Linked DNA regions of Sus scrofa: region 2 is linked to region 1. A link is a contact called in public HiChIP or PLAC-seq data. All regions are on one chromosome and are shown on one strand. Each heading gives the region's core, a stretch centred on a gene start, on an enhancer-like site or on the middle of the called end of the contact. The rest is flanking DNA. Distances are from core to core; before and after follow the strand shown. Region 1 holds the start of APOLD1 (apolipoprotein L domain-containing protein 1). Region 2 holds the start of BORCS5 (a long non-coding RNA gene).

What was found. HiChIP or PLAC-seq counts read pairs in DNA pulled down with a chosen protein or histone mark.
Region 2: a contact with region 1 is called in an H3K27ac HiChIP or PLAC-seq map of alveolar macrophages. The contact joins the promoter of BORCS5 here to the promoter of APOLD1 in region 1. A contact is called at or near these places in 1 of 5 promoter capture datasets (fetal liver) and 2 of 2 datasets of contacts at active chromatin or transcription factors (alveolar macrophages and skeletal muscle).

Annotation. Positions count from the first base shown.
Region 1 is chr5:59,669,303-59,676,658 of Sscrofa11.1, reverse strand. APOLD1 (apolipoprotein L domain-containing protein 1) reads left to right here and starts at 4,638. Exons shown (of 2, transcript XM_021092329.1): 1 at 4,638-5,141; 2 at 5,144-7,356. The coding sequence starts at 5,084. The coding sequence ends at 5,823.
Region 2 is chr5:60,069,223-60,076,578 of Sscrofa11.1, reverse strand. It overlaps BORCS5 (a long non-coding RNA gene), which reads left to right and starts at 3,603. Exons shown (of 4, transcript XR_002344101.1): 1 at 3,603-4,065; 2 at 6,598-6,741.

The DNA of each region.
Region 1 (7,356 bases), core at 3,389-5,888:
GTGTGGTTTAGCTGCATCAGGTTTAATAAATCTGAAGGCTAACCTGAGGGTCAAACATCATTTTCTTTTCTTTTCTTCTTTTTTTGTCTTTTCTATGACCACACTCACAGCATATGGAGGTTCGCAGGCTAGGGGTCAAATCGGAGCTGTAGCCGCCAGCCTACCCCACAGCCACAGCAGCTGGAGATCTAAGTCGCATCTGCAACCTACACCACAGCTCACAGCAATGCCGGATCCTTAACCCACAGAGCAAGGCCAGGGATTGAATCCGCAACCTCATGGTTCCTAGTCGGATTCGTTAACCACTGAGCCATGATGGGAAGTCCTCAAACATCATTTTCAATGTAGCCTCTCTGGGGTGATGTGTTATAAGTCTCCAAAAAATAATCTAGAAAAGAAGTTAGGCTTCAGTCCACAGATTTGGGTTGGGGGGACTGTCTGTATAACACTTTGGACAAAAATACTTCCAATTATTCCTCAAATTTCTTACTGTGCTTAAATATATAAAAGTAAATAAATGCTAACCAACGATACTTCAATAACAAAAATAAAAATTTAAAAGTAAATATATGAGTCAAAAACATTACATCCAAGTGTCCCTTTTTTTTCTTTTAACTCTCCTTTTTAAGAAAATTATAGTTGATTTACAATATTGTGTTAGTTTCAGGTGTACAGCAAAGTGATCGGTTATACACACATCCACACTCATATTTTCTGATTCTTTTCCACTATAGGTTATTACAAGATCCCTGCGCTATATAATAAATCCTTGTTGTTTATTTCTTTATTTTTAGGGTCACACCTGCGGTATGTGGAGGTTCCCAGGCTAGGGGTCCCATCTGAGCTGTAGCTGCCAGCCTACACCACAGCTCACAGCAATGCTGGATCCTTAACCCACTTAGCGAGGCCATTGATTGAACCCACAACCTCATGGTTCTTTTTCAGATTCGTTTCCACTGCATCATGACGGGAACTCCTGTTTATTTTATATATAGTGGTATCTATGTTAATCCTATACTCCCAATTTATCCCTTCTCTCTTTTCCCCTTTGGTAACCATAAGTTTGTTTCCTATGTCTATTTCCGTTTTGTAAATGAGTTCATTTGTATTATTTTTTAGGTTCTACATGTTAAGTGATGTCATTTAATATTTGTCTTCCTCTGGCTTATTTCACTTAGGAAAATACCTTCTAGGTTCATCCATGTTGTAACAAATGGCAATATTTCATTCTTTTTATGGCTAATATTCCTGTGTGTATGTTTATATAGTATATACACACATAAATAGTATATATATACACATATATAGTACACACACATATTGTATATATGTTGTATATACATACTACACATACATGTATATAGATACACACACACACACCACACACACACACACATCTCTTTATCCATTCATCTATTGATGGCCAAGTGTCTGTTCTTATAAATGATGTGAAGTACCAGGTTTTTACGGACAGTAAAACTTCAACAAGCCCAAATTGTCAAAAGACTGAATTCTTTTTGCTTCTAAAACCCATAAACCTGGAAGTTCCCATGTGGCACAGAGAATTAAAGATCTGGCGTTGCTGCAGCTGTGGCACAGGCCACAACTGTGGCTCGAGTTTGATCCCTGGCCCGGGAACTTCATATGCTGCGGTTTGGGCCAAAACCCACCCACAAATCTGAAGAAAATGGGTTTTACAAGAGACAAAAACAAATTCCAGGATGTGGGCTGAGGTCAGTATACATGCTGTCCATTCTCCTGCACCTTCTCCTCTTCATCCAGTTCTGTGCTGTGATTACTGATGCTCTGGAGATGATGACCCTCTCATGTCCCAGCAAAATAAAGATTTGTGTTCATCTAAACCGAAAACACACAAGTAAATGTCCATGGAAGTGGCAGGAGCAAATGGGAACTGGAGAACCGGGGTACATCGTCTCACTCCTTGCCCCCTACCCCAATTCACTCTACCTTATATCCCATTTGGAGTGATTATGTCTACGGGTCAGAGAAAGACATTTTCCTACTTCTTACCTCCAAAGCGCAGGTAGACACTGAAGGCATCTGACTAAGGGTTATGTTTATCCTTTGAGGAGCTGTAAACAAAATATTTGGCATGGATCAAATTCAGAAAGAAGATCAAGTTCACAAGGACCATGATAGTGATGAGCGGCAAAGGGCTTTGTGTGGATCAATAGAATGCCTAGCTATAGAGTGGGGGATTTAACTGTGTTCTCGAAAGATCGAGCTGCCAAGCCTTTCCAGATGAACCTGAGTTGAGAAAATAACTACTTAAGTGAACATCCACTTTGGCCTTCCTTACTGGAAGGTGAGAGTGTGAGAAGATGGATAATCTATCTGGACCTCCGTGGTAGGAAGTTTCCAGGCTGACCCGCCGCCACCTCTCTGCATGTCCCAGGAAACATTCGTGGATGCTATCCTCATTTTCTTCTCCTGAATTATCCAGAAAATTGTTCTGCAGCCCATGCTTCACTAACGTGGGGTAGAACGCATGCATATAACTGTTGCCTGGGTTACAATTGCTGCTTCAGAGGAAAACCCAGGAAGCTGAATCCCCGCTGCTGTTGAAAAGTGTATAATTACCTCCTTGTGTAGCCTGACCCCACTGATTTTTCTGACGCATTTGGCCTGAAGTGCGCCCTTTCTGAGACCTCCAATGCCTTCTGCCCAGCTGGAGATGCCCCGAACTGCACGCAGCACTTCCTGTGGGCGTGGCCTTGCATTCTCCCTCTGCGCTGGGAGTGTTTTAAACGCACACAGATTCACGGTGCTTTTTAACATACACGAGTGGATTATGAATGGCTCTATCAGACATAAGAGGGTCCCCTCCCTCCTTTTTCTTTTTCAAAAGTGACTTTGTCATGGTGGCCTCTCAAGAAAACCTGTAATTGGTCAGCCTGGGGTGCATTTGATGTCCTCCCAGATAACGTCATTAGCTATTCTCAGGAGAGGAAAGGCAGGGTATGCCCCCTGGGACAATGACAACACTTGTTTCAAGTTGGGGAAGAGCCTGTGGTTCTTTTCCTGCGTTTGGGGGAAAGCGAACACACAATGTTCATTTCCTAAATACGGGATGTGCTGCGAGGCTGGTGGTCATTTTCCACCATGTCACATCCTTCTGGATGAAGGCAGCAGGGGCCAGGACAGGAAATGGCAAATTCTCAAAATGAGACAAGGTTTTCCCAGGGCAGTCATTGGTTCTCTGGAACTATAAAGCATGCTCATCCAGAAACAGCCTCAGATTTTTCTTTCCTGGAGACAGCCAGAAGTGAATGGTAAGTGGGGGAGGCCAGAGGGAGACTGTCTGAAAAATAGCCATAGGACTTGTAATATTGGGGCTATATCCTTGGTCTAGGTATATTTTTTAAGTAATTTGTTTCATTTTGCTAAGAGGTGTCTTTATCAGGAAATTTGTCAGTGGCAGGTGGAATTATGGAGGCATGCATATAAAGTTAAGATCTAGGAGTCAGGAGATCTAGATTCTAGACTGGGCTCTGTGAAGAATCAGCTGCATCTACAACATGTCTGTGTTTCAATTTCCTCATCCTCCAGATGAGAATAATGATTTCTGCCCTGATGTCTCACAGTAGTGAAGTGTTCTATTTCTATGGCTTCTTTGCTACTTTAAAGAAGTTTCTGATAATGAGTAGAGTGGATATGAAGGGGGGAATTTTTGGCAACTAGGAAGGATGTACTTTTACCCAGGATGTACAGTGCTCTCTGTTAGTCATCTTCAGTTGGCTTCAATTTAACTTGGTATGGATAGTCCTCAGTGAGGTGTTAAACAAATAATTTGGCCACTTTTTAAGATTTTGAACTGTTACTCATTTTTGAGGGAAGCTTTCACAATAAAGGGACATAGCAGAATTAATTTAATGTCATTTAGTTTTAATTAAGACTCATCATAGGGTGAGATTTCTGAAGACCTGATGAGCTCTACTTAGAAGACACAGTGCAAAACACATCCTAGGCTTGATTCTAAGATAAGAGCAGGATTCTAAGATAAGAGCCGGGAAAAATAACAAGCAGAAGAGTTGCTTCAGGCAAGCATCTAACTTAGAAAGATTAGTTTCCTACATTTGATAGACAATATGATTTTTTTTTTTTTTTTGGCTTTTTAGGGCTTCACCCAGCGGCACATGGAGGGTTCCCAGGCCAGTGCTCTAATCGGAGCTGTAACCCACAGCCTATGCCACAGCCATGGCAACACCAGATCCCACCTGCGTCTGCCAACTACACCACAGCTCACAGCAATGCCAGATCCTTAACCCACTGGCCGAGGCCAGAGATTGATTGCACAACCTCATTTTTCCTAGTTGGATTCGTTTCTGCTGTGCCACAAAGGGAACTCCGGACAATATGATTTTTTGAGTTTTTTTGGTGACTTGTCTTTTTCACTCCTCTGAGAGGGAAAAAAAATTGCATTGCAAAACTTTTAGGATCCAAGTCTTCATGTAAGGAAAGAATTTTTTTTTTTTTTTGTCTTTTTTTGCTATTTCTTTGGGCCGCTCCTGCGGCATATGGAGGTTCCCAGGCTAGGGGTCGAATCAGAGTTGCAGCCACAGGCCTACCCCAAGCCACAGCAACGCAGGATCCACGCCTGCAACCTACACCACAGCTCACAGCAACGCCTGATCGTTAACCCACTGAGCAAGGCAGGGACCGAACCTGCACCTTCATGGTTCCTAGTCGGATTCGTTAACCACTGGGCCACGACGGGAACTCCAGGAAAGAACTTTTTAACAGTGCAACCTACTGCTTTCAAGTGTCACCTTTCAGAGAAGAGGCCTCAGTATTGCAGTAGACTTGTACTATCACCGCTCCCTTATTTAACAGATAATATATTAAGTCCATCCTCGGCGTTCCCTGGGAGAAAAGTGGACAGTAGCAACATTCCTATTGATCTACGCGGATTTAAGTTCCTGAGGATTTAGGGGACTTGTCCTAGAAGACAGAACGGGTCTTTGAGAACTTGGAACATGACTCCCTGGAAAATGACCCATTTCTCTTTGCGTAGCTGCTGTGCTTGACTTCGGGCTAATCACGTGTCGTGTCCCCGCAGGGCATGGAGGGGCCAGTGGCCCGAGAGCTGCAGGGTGCGGATGCGCTGCGCCGATTCCAGGGCTGCTGCTGGACCGCCGCGGCCGGCTGCATGGCCAGCTGCTGAGCCTGCGCGAAGTGGCCCGGCGTCTCGAGCGCCTCCGCCGGCGCTCCCTGGCGGCCAACGTGACTGGCAGCGCACTGAGCGCGGCCGGCGCGGTGGCCGCCATCGTGGGGCTCTCGCTCAGCCCGGTGACCCTGGGGGTCTCGTTGCTGGCGTCGGCCGTGGGACTGGGAGTGGCCACCGCCGGAGGGGTAGTCACCATCACGTCCGATCTGTCCCTGATTTTCTGCAACTCCCGGGAGCTGCGGCGGGTGCAGGAGATCGTGGCCACCTGTCAGGACCAGATGCGCGAGCTTTTGAGCTGCCTGGACTTCTTTTGCCGCGGGCAGGACCGCCGGGATCGCCAGCTGCTGCAGTGCGGGAGGAACGCCTCCATCGCGCTGTACAACTCTGTCTACTTCATCATCTTCTTCGGCTCCCGAGGCTTCCTCATCCCCAGGAGGGCCGAAGGGGCCACCAAGGTTAGCCAGGCCGTGCTGAAGGCCAAGATTCAGAAACTGGCCGAGAGCCTGGAGTCCTGCACCGGGGCTCTGGATGAGCTCAGCGAGCAGCTGGAGTCCAGAGCCCAGCTCTGCACGAAGAGCAGCCGTGGCCACGACCTCAAGATCTCTGCTGACCAGCCCGCAGGACTGTTTCTCTGAGAACGTCTTTTCCCCTTAATGGCCGAGGCCAGAAACCATCCCCATGGGATGCTCCAGATTTGCAGCTCCCTCAGGAAAACACCAAGTTGGTTTAGGAGCTGAATGCAGTGCATGAGAAAAACTGTTCTTGAGGGGGAGGTGGGGTGGGGGTGGGGGGAGTTGGTAGCAATGTGTCCTCCCAGTCCTTCCTTTCCCACTAGTGTGACATCCTGCCTGGGACTGAGTGCTTGGGACTTTTTACTTGCCTGATCCTGGAGGGATATGTGACCTGAAGAGTACTTTTCTTTTATCAAAACTGTTGGGTCTTCGCACTGCAGGTCACTTCCGATTTTAGGTATTTGCAGCATCCTTGCCTCTACCCGTGTTCCTGTGGTTTGAACCCAGACTGGAGAGGGTGGAGACCTGGCCACCCACTGGGTCTCCTCTGAGCCCCATTAGGCTTTGAGGTCCTCAAAATGCCTGTAAGAGGAGAGAGAAGCTTTAATACCTCTCTGCCAGAATCCAGAGCAAATCAGACCCCCTCTGAACTGTGGAGGGTTCAGGACCAAGAGAGGCCCCTCCTGCTGACTTGCACCCTCTTCCCTCTTAGTGTGCCCACTCACGATCCAGCCTGGGGATAGAGGGGACCTTCCCAGATGGCTTCATATCAGACAACCTTCTACTCTAAGAGGAGAAAACCAACAAAACGGTCATCTAAGTCCCACCCCTTTGCAGGAAGAAGCAGAGGCCAAGGAATAGGAAGCGACTAACAGCTTCATTGACTGATCTCATAGTATAGAGAAAGGGGCTTTGGTTTGTGAATTAGGCCTGCGTTTATTCTCTCTGAGACTTGGCTTTCTGGTCCATCAAACAGATGCTAAAACCTCACCCTATTGGCAGGTGTTGAGATAAAGTGCCAAGCACAGTGTCTGGGTCACAAAGTATGGCCCCTGGCTGGGCAACAGTAGCATCACTTGGGAGCTTGTTAGAAAGGCAAATTATTGGACTCAACTCTAGACTTAATGAGTCAGAAATTCTGGAGGTGAGGCCGAAACTTGTGTTTAATGCCTCGAGGTGATGTGACAGCTGCAAAGGTTTGCAGACTGCTGCCACAGATGTTAGCTTCTGATCCCCTGATGAGCTTTCAAGAAGTCTGTAGCCTCTCTAGGGGGTCGGTGGTCTTCAGAGTCATTCACAGAAGGTCAAGGACAGACTGGGTCCTGGAAGTAAAAGAAAGAATGTTCATGCTGGCAGCTATGTCAATGCACCCTGGGGCAATTTCCCACTGGGTGAACTGAGGGATGTAACATAATCAGCCCTTTAGAGGGCAGTGTTGCCCACTCATTGTAGAAACTGGTACAGAAAGGAATGTGAATGGAAATTGACCTTTATATTATCCTCTCAAGAAAATTCCTGACCATTTTTTTTCTTTTTAATTTATTTTAAGTTGGTTATTTAATAATTCTGTTTATTATTTGCATTTAATTTTATTTAACCACAGTATTAGAAAATAATAGGAATGGCAAGTTTCTGAATGGGAGACTACTGAATTTC
Region 2 (7,356 bases), core at 2,354-4,853, 400 kb before region 1:
GCTGCGTAAATGGAGCCTTTCTTCTCTCTGACACACCTCAGGGAGAAAGTTAATGGCAGGAGCTGAGCTCTGCTGGAGTAAAAAGATAAGATAACCACATCAATCACTCCTGGGGTCAAGGAGACCTCCCCAATTACGCATGCGCACAAAGACTCCTAGGGATCACACAGGGAAGTGGTACCAGGCCATAATAAGTCCTGATACTGTCCCATGACCCTTTGCTCTGGAATCTGTCTTGTGCCATCTTGGCACATTGGGGAGGGCCCTGGGTTCTGTCAGGTGTGAGAAACAAAAGAAGAAAACTGACCAAAGGAAAACAAAGACCAGGAGATCTGTCCTATGTAAGTGGTTTAAACCACTCATCTGGTGCACCCTTCACTGAGGAGGATGCTCGAACCCGAGCTCCTCTTCTGGGTGTGTGCTAGTGCTTTGGTTCTGCCTTAGACATGTAAGACTACTTCTCTGTGTGCTCTCCCACGTGTTGTACTGTGTTTCTAGCAATAAACTCTGTACCTGTTTTCACGGGCTTTGCCTCTTTGAAACAGTCTTGCTTTCAACAAGGGACAGGAAGCGGGGCAATTCTGCTTTTATTTATTTTTTGTCTTTTGGGGGCTGCACCCGCAGCATATGGAGGTTCCCAGGCTAGGGGCTTAATCAGAGCTGTTGCCGCCGGCCTACGCCAGAGTTACAACAACGTGGGTTCTGAGCTGCATCCTTGATCTACACCACAGCTCACCACAATGCCAGATCCTTAACCCACTGAGCAAGGCAAGGGATCGAACCCGCAACCTCATGGTTCCTAGTCAGATTCGTTTCCGCTGTGCCATGACGGAAACTCCCCCAATTCTGCGTTTAGCCTCTAGTTAGTCTAGTGGCTGTTTTTCACCCAGGCTGCCCAGGTTCAATTCCTGAGCAGAAAATTAAGATCCCATTCCAAGCCATCACTCACTGCTGTTTCTCCAAAATTAATTTCGCCTGACGCAGACCTGCGAAGCTAAGAGGTATAGAGATGCTAGAAACATGGAAAAAAACAGGAACAGCAGTTATGGAGCAGAAGAGATCACAGTTCCCAGTGACCTGCTCTGCAGACAAACCCAGCAGCTATCACCACTTAAGAAACCAGTGACTAGTACTGCCACCTGAGACATGCCCCCCATCATCAGCTTTCACCCCACAGGTATTTACACTTACTGCTGACAGCTGCCTACATCCCTCCCTGCTTCCTCCCCTGCCCCCAGTCTCCCCTGGAGCCTAGAATCACAATAGCAGCCAGCCCAGGACTCTGTGGTTGCATGAATGCAAGATGCCAGTCTGGACCCCTGTGGTTGACCTCCACTACCCTGTGCTCAATCTGGGCTACCCCTCCAGCTGTAAACTTGATGCCTGCCACTGGCCTCCATCACAGTGCACCTGCCTGGCAGAGACTGTGAAGCCACAGAGAGCACACCAACAACCAGCACCTCCCACCCCCACCTCCTGCCCTGCCATGTTGGATTCTCAGAAGGAGAAAAGCAGAAGATGGGGTAGAAAGCTGACTTAAAGAAATTATAACTGAGAACTTCCCAAACCTGGGGAGAGATTTGAACATACAAGTTCATGAAGCTTATAGGTCATCCGAAAATTTCAAAACCAAAACATTATTTTCCAAGCCCAATAAGTTGCCTAAAATCAAAACAAAGAGTGAATTTTACAAGCTTCAAGAGAAAACAATTTTCTTATACATAGGTTATCAGTGGATTTCTTTGCAGATACCTTGCTGGCCAGTAGAGAATGGGATACACATATATTTTTTTTTTTCTCCTTTTGGCCACCCCACAGCATAAAGAGTCCTGAACCAGGCATCAGATCCGAGGCACAGCTGTGAACTACGCTGCAGCTGTGGCAATGCCAGATCTTTAACCCGCTGTGCTGAACTGGGGATTGAACCTGCATGCCAGTGCTCTTGAGACACCACTGATGCTGTTCGGCCACAGCAGGAACTCCTGGGATGATATATTTATCCATTCATCAATTGATGGATCCCTTCTAGAATGAAACATTTATCCAAAGGGAAGCATAAAAATCACCATCACATCAGTATGGATTAGGGTATAGAACACAATTAAATATTGGTGTGGGAGAGGGAACAAGAGTCAGACTATGACTTACTTTCCCTTCTTTGCCTTCTCGCTCATCCTCCCCAAATATCTGAGAGAAGAACCAAGGGCTTTGCAAGAGGGAATGGACACATTACTTAGCGGGCCTTTCCCAGTTCCATAAGTCTGGTGGTTTATGTAAACTTCAAGACTATAGTCAAACATCACCTCTTAGGAAACTCTTTTGATCTCTCAGGCAGTTTTTAGTTCTATCTTCACATTCTCACCAAATACTGAATTTATGTTCACTTGAATTTTTCTCATGGTACAGTGGGCCCTCCATACCCAAGATTTCTTCCTTGCAGATTTAGAGGGGCCAGCTGTAAGGAACTTGAATATCCATGGATTTTGGTATCCTCCAGAGGCAGGGGGTCCTGGAACCAATCCCCCAGAGGATACCCAGGGAGGACAGTACTGTGATGGGGAGCAGAGGAAAGAGCATGAGATTTATAACCAGAGAATCCCAAATCCTAGTTTCACCACATACTACCTAGTGACCATGAGGAAATTACCTGCTTATGGTCATCAGGGTTATTGGGAAAATTAAATGAGTTAAAGCAGGTGAAATGTTTGTGATACTGCAGAATAGAAGGGATTTAATCATTTCATCAATTTGACACTCTTTCTGATGATATGCATAAGACGTTTATGTATATATAATCTCAGGGTATTCGCTTGAAATTTCGTAAAACAAACAATATGAGTTGCAAAGTTCTGAGAATCCCAGAACCGCTCAACTCCTTGATGGGAATACATTGTTAAGTCTTCGTACACGATGCGAGAAAGTTGGCAGTTTCTGTTTTGCGTTACCCATACTTCTTTTCCGCCTTTGCTAGTTTCAGAATGCCCTGTGATAATTGTCAAGCTCCCCAGAAAGTGACGAGACTTGGGGCATCCACTTTCCTTTGAAGATGCATAAACATCTAACAAACGAGTCAGCATTTTCTATTCATTTTGCTCTCATTTTCAACTCCGTCCTTTACCATCAAGTATTTTTTTTTTTTTTTGCACGGTTGTCTACTGCCAAACTTCCACCTTTTGGAACTGAAACAGGAACTTTGCATTCAGACAGCTATGGGTTCCAACCCTAAGTCTAACACCTCTATTTTGCCATTTGTAAAACAAGATTTAAGATTTCACAACACATACGAATACGGAGCCATTACATTGTACACCTGAAACTAATATAATGCTATATGTCACTTATATCTCAGTTAAAACGGAAAACAATAAATGCCCAAAATACACACACAAAAACAAACTCCCCCCAAACCTATTATGTAAAGTTCTAAAAATAGGAGTAAAGTGCCTAGTGTGTGAATAATGCTTAAAGGTGATGTGCAATATTACAACAGGAAACGCTGCACCCTGCGGGGCGGTTCTGTCTTTGAGGAGGTTGGGCCCTTTAAGGCTGCGCCGCGGGAGTCTTCCGCGCGAGTCTCCCCGCCCTCCCTCGGGCCGGGGCGGGGGCCCTCTAACCCGGAACTGACGGCCGCCGCAGCCGGCGCGGCCAATTGGCGTCCCGGAAGGAGCGAGCTGCGGCGTCTGAGCAAGCGAGTGAGTGAAAGCGGCGCCGCCCGCCGGCCGCGGGCGCGGCTGGTGCCGGGCGTTCCCCTGCCTTTTGGTCTTGGGTTTCCCCAAAGAAGGCGGCGAGGGGCGTGTAGCCCAGCCACGTATCCTTGCAGTCAGTTCCCCAAGTAGGGCCTCCTGTCCCCTGCCGCCCGCGCCACTCGTTGGGTTGGGCGCGCCATCCCCACACCGCAGCCCGTGTAGCTTTCTCATCTAGGTCCCTGGCCCCTGCCCTGTCGCCCCGCCGCCGGAGCGGTCACCGCCCGTTCCACCGTTCCTCCGCTGCCACCGCTGCCGGCAACCATGGGCAGTGAGCAGAGCTCCGAGGCCGAGAGCCGACCCAACGATCTGAACTCCTCAGGTCGGTGTCCTAACTTCCCCTCTCCTCCAGCCAGTCCTGCCTGCTTGCGGAGCGGGCTACCTCCCAGCCTGGTGGGGACTGGGACGGGTGACAGGAACGCACAGAAAGCTCTCACCGTGTTTTTTTCCTTAAAAAAAAAAAAAAAAAAAAAAAAAAAAAAAAAAGTAACCATCTGGCCTGGCTTTGATTCTCCCAATGGTAGTGAGTGCCTGTGATTGCAAGCTGAGCCAGGTGGCCGCCCGTGCCCATTAATTTTCAAAACAGCTGTGTTTCTCTCAGTGTAGCCTACGCTTTGAAAGAGGACCTAAATAATATCTGGCTTTAGTATTGATGCCTGACAGTGAGGTTTGGTCGCACAGTGTATGGTTCACAGACAAGACCTCAAAGAACAGATTCCTTCTTAGAAGTGGGTCCCAGAGATTCCTTTTCAGAGGGATGTGTGACAGGTGTTTTGCAGCCTTGGTTTTGGTGCCTTGGTTTTGGTGCCCAGGAACTGCAACCAATCGGAAGATTTCTCGGCTCCTTTTTTAATATAGAAGTTGTTTGGGAAGGCAGGTTCTGATGTTTTTCTTATTCTTCACTCATCCATATTTTTTAGATTTCTCTCCGAGTTTGATATAGGAACGGGAGCTTACTGTTCCTGTAATACAATGAGCAGTCAGTAAATAAAACAGGTGATGCTTTGCTAACTGAGAATCATTTGCTCCTCTTTGTTACCTGCCAAACCCTGGGACCACTGGAGTTGCCCTGGATAAGAGTTGTTAATCCAAATTGGCTTATATCTGGAGCCTAAAAAGAGCTCTGGTCATAGAACTGCTCTGTTCTTGGTAGGATCTGTACTTCAGAAATATAGACGCTAACAGATCAGGGGATTCCACACTGAAAGCTGCCCTTCTAGTTCAGACCATTCCGGGAGCTAGATTAGACAGTTTTTTATGGTGTGCAGCATGTACTAGCTTTGCTATTTTTTTTTTTTTTTGGAAGACCCAGAATGTAGTATCTGTTATAACAAACACAGAAATAGATGTTACCTCTTACTTTCTTGCCTCTGTGTCAGGCCAGAAACATTCTTTGGGAAGAAGTGTGGCATCTTTTTAATAGGATTGCTCACCTACTAACCAACAGCCTGAGCTCTAAATAGTACTAGATTGCACTAATTGGTATTACCCAATAGCATAGGTTGCAACTTGCCTGTTCCCCTGTGCTTAGTGCTTCACATGTGTTCCTCTTTAATCCTTGCAGTAGCCCCATTTTCAGATGAGTAGTAGAGGCTAACTAGAATCTAGCAAAATCTGTTTTTGTATGGGGTCTAGGGAAGGAGCAATTACTTTGTAGCAGGAAAGATTTCTGGCCTGGGATTTGTAAAACATTAGGTGAATTAGCAAAAGAGGGTAAGAGAGATTTCTTGAAGAGCAGTGAAAGTAGCTGAGATGCAGTGAATGCCAAGACACAGACTTTCGGCTCCAGGAGGCAGGGCAGTTCTATGGCTGCATGTTCGGCATATGGAAGTTCCCAGGCTAGGGGCTGAATCAGAGCTGCAGCTGCTGGCCTGCACCACAGCTACAGGAACGCAGAATACTTAACCCACTGAGCGAGGCTAGAGATCCAACCTACATCCTAATAGATACCAGTTGAGTTCATTATTGCTGAGCCACAACAGAAACTCCTCTGGATAAACTTTTGAGACATGATGATGGTGAGCCTGTAAATACTACCTTTTAGAGTATAAAACAATAAAGATTATTCTTGCCCCAACCAGGAAGATATTTGGGAGAAGAGGATTTCTTGGTCTAGGGAGCCCTTGATCGTTTGCATCACTCCCTCTAAATGGATTACGTTCTCCTTGGAGACCTGAAATTTACCTGCATCTCTAGCAGTCCTCCAAATTCTGAATTTTGCCTCAGCCTGCAATGGACCTACTGGTTATTTCTGTCCTGTGACTTTAAGGGTGAAGAGGGTGGTACCATCACCTAAGGTTGAGAACCCCCCCTCCCCAACCGTGATTACTGTCTATCCAACATACTGGGCTTGCTTGCTGTGATGTGATGGCTACACAGCTTTGCAAAGTGCCACAGGGATGGGCCATGTATACCAACAACTCATAAACTTCCAGTTCCTTTCTTAATTCTGTTTCTAGCACTGTTGATCTTGAGCAAGTCACAGCTAAATTTTGTACCTCTGTTTCCTCATTGGTGAAATAGAGGCAAACATCAGGAGGCGGAAAGCAAAAATTAAAAATAATCTGCTTTTTCTTTTGTGTATTGAATAATAAAATACTTGCAGTTATAAAAACAATTTCATAGTTGGCGTGTGTTCCTGTGAAGTTTGAGGGTTTTTCAATCTCAGAAAATAGAGGTCCTCCATAACTCATCTCCCATATCCCAGCCTTCACTGCAGGATAACTACAGTTAACATTTTTGTGTATGTATAAAAAAAAAATAGTCTTTTTAATGACTACAGTGAAGACAGCTTTGGTGAGGGAGAGGAAGCTAACTAACAGGCAACTTCTGAGCAGTGTAACTTTGTTTTCAGTGGCCCCTTCTCCAGCTAAGCATAGAGCCAAGATGGATGATATTGTGGTTGTAGCTCAGGGCTCCCAGGCCTCACGGAATGTCAGCAATGATCCTGATGTCATCAAGTTGCAAGAGATTCCAACCTTCCAGCCACTTTTGAAAGGTAAGAACTTGCGTTTTTTAAAAAAAATTATTGAAATATAGTTGATTTGCAATATGTTTCAGGTGTACAGCAGAGTGATTTGGTTATATGTGTGTGTGTGTATATATATATATACTTTTTCAGATTCTTTTCCATTACAGGTTATTATAAGACATTTAATGTAGTAGTACCCTACTGATATCATAGGACAGGTCTTCCAGACAGAAAATCATTACAGCAGCAGAGATCCCAAATGACAATAGAATAGACTTAATTGATATCTACAGGACACTACATCCAAAAAACCCCAGAATACACATTCTTTTCAAGTGCACATGGACCATTCTCTAGGATAGACCACACACTAGGACACAAAGCAAGCCTCAACAAATTTAAGAGGATAGAAATTATTCAAGGGTTTGCATTTTATTTTATCTGGACTTGCTGGAAAGGTGTGCATAGCCCCACTACTCTATCCTGATATCCCTGTGCCTTACTCATCTCCTTTAAGTCTTTCCTTAAATGCTGTCTTCTTGATGAGGTGTTTCTTCACTCCTCTATTTAGAATTGCAGCCCCTTTCTCTGCCCTGTTTTTCTGGAGCTCATAATCACCATTGACCTACTACATAGTTTATT